Regions from separate parts of the Gossypium hirsutum genome. Here region 1 is linked to region 2. A link is a contact called in public Hi-C data. All regions are on one chromosome and are shown on one strand. Each heading gives the region's core, a stretch centred on a gene start, on an enhancer-like site or on the middle of the called end of the contact. The rest is flanking DNA. Distances are from core to core; before and after follow the strand shown.

The links. A called contact is a pair of places that touch in the nucleus more often than the background predicts.
Region 1: a contact with region 2 is called in a Hi-C map of leaf, with 2.5 times the contacts expected there. The contact joins the enhancer-like site here to the promoter of LOC107898601 in region 2. A contact is called at or near these places in 5 of 34 Hi-C or Micro-C datasets (callus, leaf and seedling).

Annotation. Positions count from the first base shown.
Region 1 is chrA13:93,395,148-93,398,327 of Gossypium_hirsutum_v2.1, reverse strand. No RefSeq gene overlaps it. Among protein-coding and RNA genes, the nearest start is that of LOC121212474, 23 kb to the left of the region's middle. Within about 2 kb of position 1,732, at least 9 of the 9 cell types and tissues checked have an H3K27ac peak or open chromatin away from gene starts, as enhancers often do. A contact at or near this core is called in leaf, where this site is marked.
Region 2 is chrA13:93,142,178-93,145,273 of Gossypium_hirsutum_v2.1, reverse strand. LOC107898601 (serine acetyltransferase 1, chloroplastic) reads right to left here and starts at 1,643. Exons shown (of 1, transcript XM_016824101.2): 1 at 1-1,643. The coding sequence starts at 1,556. The coding sequence ends at 387.

The DNA.
Region 1 (3,180 bases), core at 483-2,982, 250 kb before region 2:
GATTGATTATTTTAATGAATTTATTATTATATATTATTTTAAAATAATTATCATTTAATTAGTGTTACAATTATATATCGTTATGATTTTTTCGAGTATTACTAGATATTATTTTAAATTAATTATTATTAGTTAGTGTTATGGTTATTTATCAATTAAAATTAAGATTTATTATTATAAGTAGCATTCAATAATATCATATCAATAATATTTTTATATTAATTAAATAATTACTAGATATTATTTGAAAGTAGTTATCATTTAATTTTTGTTGCAATTATATATAATTAAAACTAAGATATTTTTTTTAATAATCTCAAAAGCAAACTTTTGCAAATTTGTTTATGCAAAAAATAGTTGAAATATGCTCTCAAGTTCCCAACTTTCCGGTAATGATGGGGAGGGAGATCCTCATCCCGACGGTGGTCGTAACACAAAAAAAGTGAGATTTAAAGATTCTGTGGTTGAAGAAGACATCTCTATGGCTGTGGATCCTGAACCACAACAGATTATTTCATGGAAAGACAAACTTCTGGGGAATCATGTTGATGCGCCTACTTCAGATCGTGTCATGACGACTGAGGGGAATGACAATGATTTCGAATTATTGGAAGGAGATGTTAATACTTCCATCATTGATGGGATTCCTGCTATTGAATTTTTGAGCCGGATCAAGGAGATCTTTTTCAAAGAAATGGAACTGATGGTTATCGTCAAACTTTTAGGGAGAAACATTGGATACAATGCTCTTTATAATCGTATTCTTTTTCTTTGGAAACCAATTCATTCTATTCGTTTAATGGATATCGCTAACGGGTACTTTTTGGTGAAATTTCAAGATACAGGTGATTATAACAAGGCATTGTCTCAGGGTCCATGGACAGTTTACGGCTAGTATCTGACCGTGCAACCCTGGTCTAGATATTTCAATCCTTTGCAACCTTAACCGAGTGTAGTCTTGACTTGGATTCGCCTGCCAAATCTACCGGGACATCTGGATAAAAGGAAGATTATTGAGGTAATTGGGGGCCTCATTGGGAAAGTCGTCAAGCTGGATACTCAGACGGACAACCAAATCAGGGGGCGATATGCAAGATTAGCCGTCTACATTAACCTGGATAGACCATTGACCTCACAAGTTTTAATTGCCAGCCTTATTCAACGAGTTGAATATGAGGCTTTACTGACCGTTTGTTTTGAGTGTGGCAAATATGGTCATGTCAAAGAAATGTGTACCTCAGTTGTGTTGAATCAGAACTCCTCAGATGTGGAAAAATTAACGGAGGCTTCTCAGGATATGCCGATGGTTAGGGAGGGATCTCTTCCGTATGAGAGCTCGAATGGAGGAAATTCCGGTTCAGATGGCAAAGTGAAAGGGCCAGATTTTGAGCCATGGATGGTGGTGGAGAGGAGACCTTCACAGTGAGAAAAGCGTGAGTCTAACAAGGAAAATCCGGTGACTTATGAAAAGAAGGAAACTGGATCTAGGTTTTCGGCGCTTTTAGGGGAGGAAGACTTGGGGGTTGATTTGGCGCTGGTGAATGGAGGGTTTTTAAAAAGTGGAAAAGGGGATAAAGTGGCTGATAGGACAATAAATAGGAATGTTAGAGATTTTAATAGGGCTGGTAATTCGATGGAGAAATCAGGCCAAAGTTTGAACAAGGGGATGGGCCTTTCTAAAAGGTCTAATCTAAGTAGAAATTCAGCCAATAAGGAAAAGGAGTCACTAGGCCAAAATTCTAAAACTTATCTTGACAAAAGCTTAGGGAAAAGGCCTATGGGGCTGAATGGGGCAGTGGGAAATAATGGGGGGACCTATTATTAATTCTACCAATTCTAACTCAACTATCTCTATTTCGACAGGCCAGTAGAAGGTTAATCCAAAATCAATTTATTTGGATGGTGCTTCTAACCAAGGATCTCTGGAGGTTACAACCCAAGGAAATAACGAAGCTGAAATTTTAGAAAAAATAAAACTGCACTATAATCCTGTTTTTGATGAATCTGAGGGATTTATTGTTCCTATTTCAGACAATACCCTCGACCCAGGTAAGCACTCTGCTGTTAGTTTTAATAAATTTTTAACTCAATAGGATAATTCGGATTCGAGGACGATAGAGATTTTGGATTCAAACCTGGAGCCGAATTCAAATGTTTCCAAAAATCGAAGAGGCAAGGGGAATAACAAGGGGAATCGAAGCACTCGAAGAACTTATTTTGCTCTACGAGGTCGAGAGAACCTCTTTAACTCTTCTGGAAGCTTGCGTGTTCCCTTAGCTGAAACTATGGAGTCTATGGCAGAATTATTATCATCTCAAATTTTTAATGAGGCATCGAATGCTGAGGCTAATGGTACAGGGACCATGTCAGATAATAACACCGGCCTTGAATGATAAGGCATGTTTCCCTAATCTTTCCTAATTTTTTTCTAATGAATATATCTATCTTTTCATAGAATTGTCAGGGTTGTGCAAATGTTAAATTCCCCCACATTTTTCGGGAATATAACACGGAGTATAAACCGGATATTATAAGCTTGCTTGAACCAAGAGTTAGTGGAACCAAGGCTGGCAGTATAATTGCCAAGTTGGGGTTTTAGTATTCCCACCACGCGGAAGCAATTGGCTACTCAGGGGGCATTTGGATAGGATGAAAGGATTCTATCCGTCTTGAAGTGATCCACAGTCACCCGTAATTTATTCTATCTCGGGTTTGGTCCTTATCCTTGCCATTTCCTATTTTCATCGCTTTTGTTTATGGCAGTCCCAATAGACAAAGGCGTCAATTTCTCTGGAGCGAGTTAAGAAAGTCCATTCCTTTAGGTCAGAGCCCTTGGATTGCTGTCGGAGATTTCAACGCAATTCTCTCCACTTCTGAGAAATCTGGGAGTCTATCTAGGGGTAAGAGATGCCCTCATTTTGGTAATTTTGTTGATTTAGCTGAGCTTTATGACTTGGGCTTCAGGGGGCCTCCTTTCACCTAACATAGGGGAGCTTTGTTTGAAAGGCTTGACCGTGCTTTGGCTAATGAAATCTGGCTTCAAAATTTTCCTAACTGTATGGTGACACATCTTCCTAAGATTAAGTCAAATCACCATCCCCTCCTCATTTCTTTGAATCCGAATATTTCCCTCCCTAGGGGAAGGCCCTTTAGGTTTTTGATTGGTTGGATTGAGCATCC
Region 2 (3,096 bases), core at 394-2,893:
TATTCATCCTCCCCTGCTTCTGCACTCACTCACATCTAAAGACTAACTTTCAGGTCAAAATTTCTTCAAACCTCAACAAAAATCAGTTCCGGCTTCGATCCAAAACACAAGGATATAACATCAAAAATTCTACTTTAATTGCTACAATACCAGAGATTGCGAGACCATTTCTGATGAATATAAAAGAAAGTACATAAATACTCATATATTGTACTTGCTTCAAAGCTGGCTTTAATAACAGCATAACTAATCCGGTTTAGCATGCATGAGGATCACCTAGAAACTCTTCCAATTCCTAAAGGAGAAGTTCAATTCTCTCTTATAGCAAAAAACAGAAAGGCTCCAAACCAATTCCAAAGCATTAAAAGGGAAAATGAAATAGCTCTCTATATGACATAGTCAGGCCATTCAGTAATGTGTGAAGTATGATCCATGATAAAACTTGGAATCTTGTCAAGCTTAACGGGGTTCTCCAGGCCTCCAATCAATCTAGCCGGGTTCCCGACGGCAGTAGTCTTGGGAGGCACATCCTTTAACACCACAGAGCCAGCACCAATCTTAGCTGCATCACCAATTTTAATATTTCCCAAAATACAAGTGCCAGCACCAATCAAAACTCCATCTCCAATCTTTGGATGTCTATCACCACAAACCTTACCAGTTCCTCCTAATGTCACGTTATGTAAGATTGATACATTGTTTCCAATAACAGCAGTCTCTCCAACAACAACTCCAGTAGCATGATCAAAAAATACTCCACTCCCAATCTTAGCCCCAGGATGAATATCCACAGCAAAAACCTCAGACACCCTATTTTGTATCAACAAGGCCAAAACTTTCCTCCCTTGTGACCATAAATTATGTGCTATCCTATGTGCTTGACATGCAAGGAACCCTTTATAATTCAAAAAGCAATGCACATAACTTATACATGCAGGGTCTCTTTCTTTAACAGCTTTTAAATCTTCCTTGACAGCTTTTACAATTCCTTTATCTTCCAAAACAACCCCCATGAATATATCAAACAGAGTACAACTTGGAAGACTTGAATTGCTTAACTTGATTGACAAATGGTTTGCCAAAGCACATTCTAATGAATTCTGAGACAAAATTGAGCTGTAATAATAATTTGACAAGATGGGCTCTTGCTCAGCATCTAACCTTGCCTCTTCGTTCATTTTCAGCCATAAAGAACCAATCTCTGCTACTTCTCCTTCTTCTTCAAAAGATAAATCAGCAATTTTTCTGGTGTGGATGCCATTTGTGTGGTTTTCGCTAAAGGGTATGCTTGAAACATGGTCAGTAAAAGTGGGTCTGCAGAATTTTACATACTTGTAATGGATTTCATCAGGTTGAGACCTGTTTGGACGCTGGGAAACTCGGGAAGGCTCGGTTGTTCTTGAGGTGTCGATACAAGTAGCCATGGATTTGGAAAGCTTGTGAGAATGTTTCGTGGATGAGAGTACTGATGGAGAAGAGTGTGTATGAGAGAGAACACGAGAGTCGTTGGTATCTAAAGCAAGGGGTAAGGGACGAGGTGTCCCCAGAACTTTCATGGAAATTGAGATTTTCGTGGAAAATTGAGATTTTCGGGGAAAATGGTTAGCTTTCGGCTAATGATTTAATATACTTTCTTGTGGTTTTGCCCAGATTTTCGGTGTTAAGAGCATAATTTTATAGGGCTCTAACCTGTCCCACCAAGGGTAAAAATGGTATTTCAGACTATAGTCAAATACAAATTAATCCCGTAAGAAAAATCAAAGTATAATAATTTATTTAGATTCAGTAAAAATATAAAGAATAGCTAAATAAAATTATAAAAATTTAAGAATTTTTTAAATATTTTGTCATATTAAGCCAAGTCTAAACATATTAGCTTTTATTTTATCTTTAAATAGAAAGAGAAATACGCTTTAACGCATTTAAATTTATTTTTTTATATTGCTAACAATGTTAATGTCAATTAATTTAAAATTCAGTAATTTTTTTGCAAAAAAAACTAAAAATATTAGTTTGATAGATAAAATTATAAAAAGTATTTCAGGTATAAATATTTTCAAAAGAATTTCCATTTAATAGTAACATATTATCAGTTTTTAAAGAAATACAAATATTATTATTCATTTATCCATATAAAATATGTACTCTAACTTAATTTAACGTTAATTAAAATAATTTATTTTTTAAAAAATAAATAACGTGTTCTTTTCTTCTATATTTTTAATCATTTTTAGTTTTTTTTTAAATTTCAATTATTTTTACTTATGTGGAGACAATTTTATTTATGTAGAAAAATAAATAATTCTTTTTTCATCTTTAATTTTCTATTTCAATTCTTTTAAAAAAAATAATCTTGATAATGCTATCAGCGGCGGTTATAATTTTTCAATTTTTTTATTTAGATTCGTGTGAAAAAATGATTAAAGTTGTTGTTGAATATATAGATAACATTAGTCCAAATTTCATCATACCTTTCCCTCTCCCCTAATATTATAATTTCTTGCTTTTTTATTTTCACTTTTCATCATTTTTGTTAATTTTCAATTATTGATTTCAATATTTTCAAATTCCAATGTTTCTCTTATGGGGTTTTTTCATATAGTTTCAACGTGTTTGCTCTCTTTTTTTAATTAATTTAATTAAAATTAAATTAAATTAAAGAAAATATTGTATGTAAATGATATTTTAGGATTTTCCTAATATATAATAGATTATATCATAACCATTATCAAAGATAGTAACAGGATTCTTCTCTAATTCAATATATTATTCTCTAAAATACTGTTGTTTACTTTTAATTCTATTGTTTTTCAAATTATAATATTTTTAATAATTGATATTATTTAAAAGAAAAAAGAACTTTTTTCACCCACTTGAATGTGCTTAGAACCTCTAAGATTGCCCTTTGCTATGCCATTCAACGAACAAAATCATATGGAATAGAATGTAGGCCACTTGATGCTAGTTGTCCTTGTTCATCTATAATTTTATTTCATTGATTTTTTAAAAAAATTAATTATAATAACATAATTATGAAATTTTAATATATTGCTAGAAATTAAACAACGGAATTTTAAAATGCATTCCAAAAGATAA